Regions from separate parts of the Anas platyrhynchos genome. Here region 2 is linked to region 1. Evidence: chromatin contacts called from public Hi-C data. All regions are on one chromosome and are shown on one strand. Each heading gives the region's core, a stretch centred on a gene start, on an enhancer-like site or on the middle of the called end of the contact. The rest is flanking DNA. Distances are from core to core; before and after follow the strand shown. Region 1 holds the start of LGI1 (leucine rich glioma inactivated 1). Region 2 overlaps CEP55 (centrosomal protein 55).

Region 1 (5,373 bases), core at 2,812-5,311:
CAACAGTCTGCTTCCTTTACCTAATCTTTAGATCATCACAGAATGACAGGACTCTTTAATGACTAGTCTGTAATGACCAAACCCTGTCATGGGAACTGGTGAGCATAAACCGCCATGCCTCAGCACAGCCACAGTGATTTTCCCTGTTCCTTAGGAAGTCTTGGGCTTGTGAGTCAGCTGTGACTTAACTACACTTTGCTGGGGCTTGTTGGAAGGCACAGTGCATCCCGAAATTTGTACAGAGGTACACGTTAAAGAAAGCAGACTGCACTTACTGAATGTAATTTTACTCGCACACATGAACTTGTATTTTTAGCTCTGCTTGCTTTTCTACAAATTACTAGGGGACTTCAAATAGAAAGAGATGAAAATCAGGAACATGACAGATGCCATGAGACTGTTCGTACTACGAAGATATGAAAATAAAAGATTTGGCGACTTCACAGATGTAGAATGGAGGAAGGTGCTGATACCAACTAATGTTAGAAAATCTCGTTTCCTCATTTTTCAACAAAATAAGTGGTATAATGGAGAAAGAGGAGAGATTAGACATAATAAATCTGAACATTACTAATACTTCTGATATCTCTGAATTCATTTCTCATGTGAAACTCAAATGTATGTACTCTGCAAACAGGTCTTATAATGGCAGTGACTGCCTTGCCCTCACTCTCTGTACCTGTGGTAGCTGTCCCTTGTGGCATACTGGCAAAGCTGCCTTAGTGTTCCTTAAAAACAGAAAGAGGAATCTGAGTCTGAAGAATAGCAATAAAGTATATAAGAGTTCTCAAAAATTTAACCTATATGGAAAGGTACTTTAATTTCTTTAGCTTCAAAAAGAGAAGACTGTGGGCATATGTCTTCCAGTATATAAAGATGTATGAGAAAAACATAGATCAATTCTTGCCTTCTGTATCAACTGGTTTAGGGCATTAAAATTATCTCACGTAGCAACTAGGGAGATTTGTCTTATATATTAGGAAAAAAACAAACAAACAAACACTATATACCTTAAAGGTTAATAGCTATTTACACTGTGGAAACTCCTATACCAAAAAAACTTTTAGGAACAGCCCAACAAATACATCAGGTATAGTCTTGTGAATTCTGCATCTCCATGATTTAGTAACTTCTTTTAGTACATACATGTTGATAAGAGTATTCCCCCCAGAAATATGGCAGAATTCAATAAATAAGTGAACAGGTTGCTTAAGTTAACATAATGCTACCTCCACAGCAAGTTCAGAGGTCTGCCCTGACACAGAAAGGCACATGCCAGATGTTAAAATTTACCTTTCACTCTTCAGCACAAATTATATGAGTTGATACCTATTCATAAATCATGTTGTGTTTGCAACAGCTTTACCACCAATTTAATGAATTTGAATGACCGAGAAGTGGCAAATTCAATTAAATGAAACTGGCCTCTTTTTTTTTTTCTCCATACTGAGTCTATCTCTGTGGTCCACATAATATGATGTGATTACATAGACAACTGGAAGAAGGAGTGAAAGTAGAGAAGCTAAAGCTAAACTCTTGGAAGTATTTCAGAATCATGGACATTACCTTCTGTTATTAAGAATATCCCAGCTTCACAGTAATTTCCGTTTCTTCTTCCCAGAACTTTCTACAGAATTGTTACACTGACTTGTCAGAAAACTGAGTGATAAATGTCAATAATTTGAAAACTTGGAGAGAAAACATTTACTTCCTGGAGGTTTTACAACCATGTCTGACTTAGGCTTTCTGGATACAGTGGGTCTGATCTTAACCCAATTCTGGATTTAGGTCAGGAGTAAAAGGACAACTACAGTGATATTGTATTCCTCGTGGGTCACGAAGTTCAGGGCTACTGTAATTTAAGAGAACAGTTTCACATTACTGCTGATTTAATGGAGATCTGCTGCTGAAAGGGCTGTCCTTATAGCTCACCTCCCCCTTCACTCCTGTCCCATCCCTCCATTCCTAACCTGTTTTTGCACCAGCACTGATACTCAACAGATGCCGCAGCAGGAGTGTCAAAGGAGCTAGACTGGCAGCAAATTAAATACTGCAGTTCAGCAGAAGCGGTCAGACAAGCACTACTGCCAATTTGAGAAAAGGAATGCCCTTTTCAGCAGCAGCTAACTCACAGATTGATTTACCTGTAATTGCAAACTGTGCTGCAAAGAGCTGGTTATAGAATTATTGAAATCCACTTTAAAGCTGTAACGCCTCCCACCCCCCAAGAAATGATGCCCATCTTTTTGCCCTTTTCCCCTGTATCTTTCAGTCCTCTGGGAATCTGACGAGAGAATTGTCCTTCTTAGTGTCAAAGCATATTGATGCAAGGTTAAAGCAATGAAAATACTCCCAGAAGATCGAGCTATAATCTATCTACAACAAGCTATGGACAGGCCTAATTTCAACTTCCCATCTATTTAGCAGGCTGTTTCTGATCCACTTACCCAGCTGTAGGTTGTAAAGTAGCTTACTGTAGCCTGCATATAAAAAGCAGTCAGCGTTGGGATGTTTTAAAGCCAGACATCAGAATAGTATAGTGCAGTAAAATGAAATTATCTAGCAGCTATTCTCAGCAAAACTGCATATACAATAACTTCAGCATCCACAACAGTTGCTATAGTTGGACTCTCTGCAGAATCTTCCTGTTCCAGAAAGTTTATATTTTCTATATGCAGGCCTTTGTGGCCACAGTACAATGATGAGAGATTCAAGAATTGTAGATCTTCTCTCTACCTTTCCCACTGTTCTTCAAAGTGCATAATCAATGATATGTTGGCCCAGTTTCTAGAATCATGTCAAGATTCATTCATACTAAAGCAGTCTGCCATTTCCGTAGGAGAGGAAAAACAAAAAGAATACGCCTGCTATTACAGCTTCGTGTGTATACATTATTTATTTTGTGATATTTAAATTATTAACTAGGATAATTCCATTTTTGCAACAGTCTCTGCCCTTTAGAGGAAATGGGACACTTTCAGTGGGGCTTCAGCAGCATGCCATATACATTCAGTGAGTGCCACATACACTTGGCTCTCAGATCCTTTCCATGGAACACCACCTTTAAATCCCTTCCAGAGCTGTAACAACATAATTAGTGACAAAAATACCTGAGCAAGAGAAAAAACACTTCTCTTTTGAAACCGAAATTCAGTAGCCAAGGTAAGGAGGTACATTGAAAGCTGCGGTGTGCAACAGCCTCGCTATATAATAGCAACTCCCTATAATGTTTTTCGTTAGTAACAATGAAAGTAGTATTTCAATTTCAAAAATTTTCCATTGTGAAGTAGATCTGTGATTTAAGACTCCAGGAATCAATAGCATGGCTGGGAACTCTGATATATTCCAGAATAAAGTATCTGTGATGGATTGCAGCATCTCTGACCTCAGCAGCCAACGCACCGGTTCAAGTATGGTGCGTCCTAATGTTTGATGGGAAACAGTATCAGCTGCCTGACAGCTACTTGCTGGCACTGACCGTTTAATGGTGGACACCGGCATTTCCCAGCCAGCTCACGAGAACACTTCGGGGGTGCAAAGCTCCTTTCCCTCAGGCCAAACTCCACCACCCCCGGGCGAGCAGCGGCGGTGCCAGCCGCACCGCAGCGCAGCAGGAGAAGCCAGGGGAGCACAGGCAGGAGCAGCGCTGCCGGGCGATAGATGGGCTGGGGCCGGGGCCAGCCGGGCATTCCTCCCACAGGGCCCTCGCCGCCGCTGCCACCCCAGCCCCGGGGCCTCTTTCCCCCGGGGAAGGGCAGCGGGGGGACCCGGCGCCCCCGAGCCCGCTCCCGGCCCCGCTGCGCCCCGAGCCCCCCCCCAGCCCCTCCAGCCGGGCGGCACCCGCCGGGGCTGCTCCTACCTTCCCCGAGGCGGCGGCGGGCGCAGCCGGGGCCGTGCACCGGGATCCCGGACGGGGAGGCTCCCCTCGCCCCTCAGCATGATGAGCGCCTCTCCCCTCCCCTCCCCTGCCGGCGCGCCTCGCCCTCGCCCTCCCCCGGCCGCCGGCTCCCCGCCGCGCTCCGCCGGCCCCCCGAGCCCCTCGGCGCCCCTCCGCCGAGCGCAGGCAGCTCCCGGCGCGGCCCCGCTCCGCCTCTGGCCCCGGTTTCCGGGAGGGGCCCGCGGCCCGGCCCTCGCGCGCGGTCCAAGCCCCGGTCCCGGCCCCGGCCCCGGCCGCCGCCGCCGCCATGGTGCCCCAGCAGCTGCGCCTCGGCGCCGCCGTGAGTGGGGCCGCGGAGGGAGGGACGCGGGGAGGGGGCAGGCGGCGGCGCCGCGGGGAAGGCCCGGGGTAGGGGCAGGCCGCGGGCCCCGCACGGGCACAGCCCCCGCCGCCGTGCGGCCCGCGGCCTGCCGGGCCGGGGAAGGGCAGGGATCGGAAGGGAAGGGACGGGAAGAGACGGGAAGCTTTCAGGGCGTGAGGGGTGGCTTTGGAAGTTGCCTAAGACCAACCCAGGCCTTTCCTCAGCGTCATTTTTCACTGTGGAGCCCCACAAACCTTTGAACTCCACTGCCGTAGCCTGCTTGCTGTCTTACCTTTTACTTTTTTTTTTTTTTTTTTTTTGAGAGACAGTTTTAATAAAAAACCTTTGCAAAGAGGCTGTACTTTGTGGCTTTTCTCTTTGTTAGGAGCGTTCACCATGCAGTATGTACAAACACATTTCGTAATCGTGTTTTTGTGAAATTCACTGAACGGCCTGTCAATTGTTTTCCACCCAAGTGGCGGCTGCAGAGTCCCAGCGAAGCCCGGAAGCTGACAGGAAGGTGCAGGAGCACTGAGCACTGCCGCATGCGGATCCCTGTCTGTTGCGCTCAGTTTCCTGTCAGTTTCCAGCCTTCAGCTCCTTGCAGCTCTGGTCTGGATCCCGGGCTCAGTTGAGGCATTCCCAGGGCAGTGTGTGCCAAAACGAGCACAGGGGCCTGCCTGGGGCTGGGCGCAGACAGGAGCACAGCCCTGTGAGCTGGGCAGGTACAGGGAAGGCTGAGTGGTGCCTGTTAAAGGAGCTGCGTGACGAGGGGCCACGAGATGGGATTTTGTGTCTAGGACTGTGTTGCCTTTTTTTTTTTTTTTTTTTTTTCGTTTACAGTTCAACCGTAGGAGTCAACATGAACAGTTCTCTGATGTGCACATTTCACTAGTGTGCCTTTACCTCAATGAAAAGGGTTAAAACAGGGTTGAAGGTTTTGCACCCTTTTCTGGATGCCAATGCCTCCTGCAAGTGTGGTGCTGGGGAGTTGGCATCAACAGTTGACATTTCCTGTCTGCTGTCAGTCATACGCAACGTTACTGCATTTACCGCGTGTAAACTGCTAGTTTACAGGAGCTCTAATTTAGTTAGTGCTTTCCAAAAGTGAATCCAAGATGTTGGGATTGCTTAA
Region 2 (5,936 bases), core at 3,276-5,775, 90 kb after region 1:
CAGGCACTATGGCTTCCCTGCCACTTTTTATTTGTGTAGTTGAAGTGGTTTATTATATAGCTTGCCTAAACATCAGTAGAGCAGTCACTGGCAAATACCTGTGTGAAAGATTTTTTTTTTTTATTTTTATCAAAAACAAGAGTAAGAAATGAAGTTGCACAAGCACTTAAATAATGAGGAGGTAGTAGAATGGTTCAACATACCTTGATTAACTGAATGTAAGAAAAAAGAACAGGGTCAAAAAAAAAAAAAAGAGGCAGTGCTATCACCTACATGCTTTATGAAAGAGTCTGACTACCATTCTGTAGTTGGTTGTAATCCCGTAAGTGATTACATAGTTGTTGTTGTGCCTTCAAAGTAGGACTTTTGACACTGGAGACTGTCATTTTACTAGTTTTTAACATACACAACATTGATGGTGCATAATTTTATCAATACATTTTTTGTGCTTAGTTACATCTAAACATGTTGTGAGAGTTCAGAAGAGATGTCAGAATAAACAAAATATTTTAAAGGATATTAATTTATCAACTTCATCTGAATGTACTCACTCTAATATTAAATAACTGACCACCTAATGAGCTGCTGCTTTTCAATCCTCCTCTATAGTACCAGCTTCTAATGAGCAAGTGTTTTAGGCTAATTTAAAAAAGCCTCAGAATTACTTCAGAGAAGACTGCTGACCTGTGGCAGGCAAACTTATTTCATCTATAATACATAAAAGATCAGAATTTCTCCTTGCAGAAACCATGCTGAGTATACAACTGAGAATAGAATACTAGCTGATTAATGTACTGCTAAAAGACAACTTAAACTTCCAAAAGTAGTTTAATAAGAGATTAAAGTCAAAGGCCGGAATGAAAAGTGCCATTATTATCCTGCATTTAAAAGGTATTTAGGAGAACATGAAATTAAGGGAATTTCCATCATAGCAAAACCTTATGATTCCAAAGCATGAGGTACTTCACTTGTTAGTTCATCACATCTTCCCTAAATAGCAGCAGCAGGTTTTCTGGCCAAATTGTCAAAGACAAAGATTAGCCTGAGACAGTCACTAAAATTGAAAAGTGACAATACAATCTCTGTCTCAAACACTGGCTTTATCAACAACATAAGTAAATATCATAATAGTAATTGGGGAAAAAAAACTTGGAAAACACACTTATATGTAAAAGATTCAACCATTAAAGAGTAGAGAGAATGTTATGGGTTTGAGGCACAAAATTTTACAGTAAATTGTAATAGAAAAAAACTGACACCAGGTAGCCATTCAATTCAGTATACCAGAGAAAGTTACACCTTGGAGTCTGGCTGTGTGTAGGTAATTTCCTGGCCTCAGCAAGCCATAAAATTGTTAAAGCAGCAAATGCTTTAGCTAGTGTGCCTTAAGATTTCCTTACTTTTATCATTCCCATGAAAGGAATAGTTGAACTTTACTAAAGGAAGAAAGTGCTAGCAACAGACCCAGATTTACAATATATGCTAAAAGAAAGCGATGTGATTGCAAATCAATAAACAATTAGAAACTGACAAAAGCTGACTAACTGCAAAAAGTTATTGCCAGCTTGTTTTGGAAGAGAGTAGTTCAGTTAGAATGGACCTTCAAAGATCATCTAGTCCAACTGCCTGACTGCTTCAAGACTAACCAAAATTTAAAGCGTACTGATCACGGCATTACCTAAATACCTCTTGAACACTAACAGGCATTTTTTGTGCTGGTATGAAATAGCAACACTCCAAATTCACTGGAGTACTTTATTCAAACCTGCATTTTTAAAATGGAAGACCTAAAACAAATTTAGTAACTGACATTTTCCTACTTGAACCAGTAAAATACGGAAGTGCAAACTGAAGTTCACTTCAGCTTAATTGGATACTAAAATTTCCAAACTGGTTTCTGACAGCATCTGAAATGGAAGGTTTTTCCAGTACCAATCACATTCACAGTTGCTAAGAAGTTGCTTACCCAAGGATGAATGATAAGAAGACCTTGCACATGGTCAACAGTTTTGTATGAGCTCCAGGTCACCCCAACTGCGGTTCAGAAAAATGCTACTTAGAATGCTTTCAAAATAAATCTAAAGTAGCAAAGACATGTTAACAGACTTTCCTGAGTTTGTATATGTAGATGTGACACATTACATATGTGTGTGTAGTGCACATACTATAGCCAAGTCTTTTTTGCTACAAGCAGTCAGGATCCATCAGCCAAGAACTGGATACGCCAAGTATTAATGTCTGACACAATAGCTGTATTTTACTTATTTTTAAAAGTGCAATAAAATATGTCAGTAGTTTATTATTTGAAAATATTCCTAATTCTATGAATATGTCCACCTGAAACAAGGAAAGCTGTAGCTGTTTCCACAAATGTCAGGTAAAATATGAGGCCAAATAAATTACTGATTTTTTTGAATTGAAATGCTAGTAGTCCTTTATACAACCTTGAAAGAAGAGCTTTACAAAAATCTTTTGCCTTTGCAGGATAGTATACCGGTGGCATGTAAAGAGCAAATACAGGAAGTTCATTTGGATCTTAAGCTGTACAAAAGTCAATATGCACTAGTAATTCTCTATGCTGGCTTGTTGGATATTGCACTTTACATCTGGGACACTCGAGAAAACTTTCATCAAGTAGACTTGAATGTTTCTGAGGAGGACTTCTGTCATACACTGTCATCTTATCTTCAAAAGCAGCTTGCAAGTCTGCTTGTGGTTCCACACATCCAGATTCTTGGAGTTTCTGGAAAAGGAGAATCTTTAGTGAGGGACTGGAAGATGCATCAAAGGGTCCCAGTCAAATAGATGTAGGGAAAAAGATGTTTAATGGCACGCAAATCATGCACGTTACAGCACTAAGGACTGAATTTTAAAGATGGCTAAAGGCAATTATGCTACTTGCATTAAAAACACAGAGCAATATGGGCCTGTTGTATAATTTTAACACTGCATTTTAATTAGCCTGCAGAAAAGCTACCTGCAATCTATTTAAAGCAAGCTTTCCACGATGTCTGATTAAGTAAACAAATAAGAGTACATCACTTACATTATGTCACTATTTAGTGCACATTTGCAGTGGTTTTACTCAGGTGGGCAGCTGAGCTCCACCACAACCGCTCTCTCACTCCTCCTCAGAGGAAGGGGGAGAAAATACAACACAGAACTCGAGGTCTGAGATGAGAAAGGTTTAATTAAAGGGAAAGGGAATAGTGAGAAAGAGAAACAAAAGAAACAGTAAGTCCATGTGGAAGCACAGAGAGAGGGGAAAAAAAATTCTTTATTTCCCATCAACAAGCGATGTTCAGCCATGTCCTGAGAAGCAGGGCCTCAAAACATATAGTGGTTATTCAGGAGGAACAGCCTCCTTCCCCACAAGAGCCCCCCTTTTCATTGTTGAGTGTGATATCAGGCAATATCCCTTTGGTTGGTTTAGGTCAGCTGCCCTGACAGTGTCCCCTCTCCATCACTTGCCCACCCCCAGCCTGCTGGCTCTTGGGGGCTTGGAAGGAGTCCTGATGCTGTGCCAGCACTACGCAGCAATAGACACAACACTGGAGTGTTATCAGTGCTGTTCCAGCTACAAGTGCAGAGCACAGCACTGTGTGGGCTGCTGCAGGGAAAAGGTGACTCCAGCTCAGACAGACCCAACACAACATTCATATTTTGAAGTAGTTTTCTCTTCATGGACCACTGAATAAAATGCGATTCCTGCCACTGGTTCATAAGGTATAATGAAAGAAGCTATGGTGAAAGCTGAGACAGCAAAGCCTCAGACTCCCATATTATCACTGCTAATACACAGCATTTTAGGCTTCTTAGAGCTTTCATATGCATCCTAATAAAAAAAGCAAAGTTGCTGTACACTAAATATGAAATAGTTGAGCATGACTCTTAGAAATGTTGGTACTGCATACAGGTATTTTAACCATTTTATAATACATTTGTTTACATATTGCTGTGGATTTTTTTTTTTGGGGGGGGGGGGAGGGGGGAGGGGGGAAGGAAGAGTGAAGGAAATAAAGAACAAGGACTGAAACCTTGTTACAACAGGACCCCAGGCTTAATATCAACATTAAAATAATGAAAAGTGCAGTGATCAAAAATTAAGCTGCATTTATTTTGGAAGTTGTTTTAGATTACATTTGAAATTCCTAAAAATATGCCCATACACATACCAGGGAATTCAACGTGATGTATAGGTGTACCTATATAAAGGAAATTTGTTTCACCTTTGTAACAAACCCTTCCCCAACAGTCTTCCTAGGCACTCATACATACTATGCCTCCTTAATGAAATGCCTCAACCCCCTCTATAGGGAATGCTGACTGCCTCTGCCTAGCTACCTTCCCAAACTCTTCCATGTTTTCCTTGACACCATGGACAGTTTCCAAGCAGGAAGAGACAGTCACCTGGTTCTCCATTTGGCAGTTAGCCAGCCAACTTAGCACAGGGAAAGAGTATTACAGCTTCCTCTTGCTGTGCACGAACTTCAGCTGAACAGCTGCTGCTCCTGGCAGCCAAAAGGTTTTCTAGTGGCCTCTGCTGGCAGCAGCAGCAACTACAATCCTAGCTAGCGAGGTTCTCACAGGGACAAGAACACATCAAGATCAACAATATCTCAGAAGTACTTTCTCAAATGAATCCTAAGTTGCATGCAACTAAGAGGAAGAACAGTTTGTCAGAGTTGAAAGAATTCTTCTGCTCTGCAACTGGTTAGGAGCTTTTGCATTTATATTCTCTGTAAGAAGCACAGCAGCCTCAGACCTGATCTAATGAAGGACAGAGGCATTGGATTTCTGTTTTGAATCTCATTTAAATAAATCCAGAACTGTAGGTAATAGCTAAATAGAACTGTCTCGACTAATCTTACAAGACCCTGTGTCAGAGTTACACAGTGACTTGCTTGATATATAATCCTTCCTTATAAATTTGTTGAATCAGATAGTCAAATCTAGGTGGCTTTCTTTGGGCTTATATAAGTAGCAAACAAACCACTGCCCTCAGTACAAGTGTTCTTTTTCATTTTGGGAAGTAGGCAGATCCACTTGTTGTGGCACACCCATTCAATATTGTGGGTGTATTGAATGGGGTTGGGCAGGAACTCAACTACATTTAAGGGTAGTGCCTTGTCCACTAGCAGCAAATTCCAGTAGAAGCATGCTACAGCTTTGTTATTGTGTATGTAGTTTTGTCTGTTGCATATGGCGATACAAATTGCTACTGAGGACTCTTGACTATTCTATCTCTCTTCCTTTCTATATCTCCTTCTACAGTACAAGCTGTCTGTGGCGCTTTAGAAAATACAGCAATAGCTTGCTAGCTACCATAAGGTTCTGCACCTTAGGACTATGTATTTAAAAGATGTAAACACCTGCAGTCAAAATCTGTTGACATTAACTGCACTCTGAAGTGAAGAAGTGTTCATTTATGCAACATATCTGAGTTTTCCTGCAAGTTACCCAGTACATACCAAAGGTTCCAGCCGGGTTATTTGCTCCCTGGCCTTGCGCAGTTCTTTGAGGACTTGGTTTAACTGATGCTGCAAGTTCTGGCGGTCTAGCTTTTCATTCTCAAAGTCTGTAGTACATATCTGGATCTGGCAATCCCCCCAAAAAATTAAAGAATTAAAGGCAGAATTAAGCATGTGTGAGGGCCCCTTTATCCATTTGAAGTTTTACTCAGCAATCATATCCTAAAGTGGGATAAAATTACTTGTTCTTTTCATTTCAGTAAAGTTCATACATGCCCAATTAGGAAGGTCCATAGAGGTGGAGTCAAAGGTAACTGTGGTTAGAGCACATTTGAGCTATCTCAGTCTTAAACTGAAGATTTTACATGGAGGAGCATGTAGGACATGTTCAATAAAAATGCCAGTTCCTACCCAGTGATCTTACTTGTAGCAGTTTGAAAAGAGTACATGAATAACACTACACCC

The links. Hi-C and Micro-C count contacts between places; a contact is called where the count stands out from the background.
Region 2: a Hi-C map of F5 follicle shows a contact between it and region 1, with 2.5 times the contacts expected there. The contact joins the enhancer-like site here to the promoter of LGI1 in region 1. A contact is called at or near these places in 6 of 8 Hi-C or Micro-C datasets (F1 follicle, F5 follicle, liver and 3 more).

The regions. Positions count from the first base shown.
Region 1 is chr6:24,674,824-24,680,196 of IASCAAS_PekinDuck_T2T, forward strand. LGI1 (leucine rich glioma inactivated 1) reads right to left here and starts at 4,062. Exons shown (of 8, transcript XM_038181569.2): 1 at 3,860-4,062. The coding sequence starts at 3,939. It overlaps LOC101800677 (protein FRA10AC1), which reads left to right and starts at 4,039. Exons shown (of 15, transcript XM_027460404.3): 1 at 4,039-4,217. The coding sequence starts at 4,185.
Region 2 is chr6:24,764,631-24,770,566 of IASCAAS_PekinDuck_T2T, forward strand. CEP55 (centrosomal protein 55) reads right to left here. Exons shown (of 7, transcript XM_038181572.2): 7 at 2,232-2,743. The coding sequence ends at 2,537. Among named protein-coding and RNA genes, the nearest start is that of FFAR4, 11 kb to the left of the region's middle. Within about 2 kb of position 4,526, at least 5 of the 8 cell types and tissues checked have an H3K27ac peak or open chromatin away from gene starts, as enhancers often do. A contact at or near this core is called in F1 follicle, F5 follicle, small yellow follicle and 1 more, where this site is marked.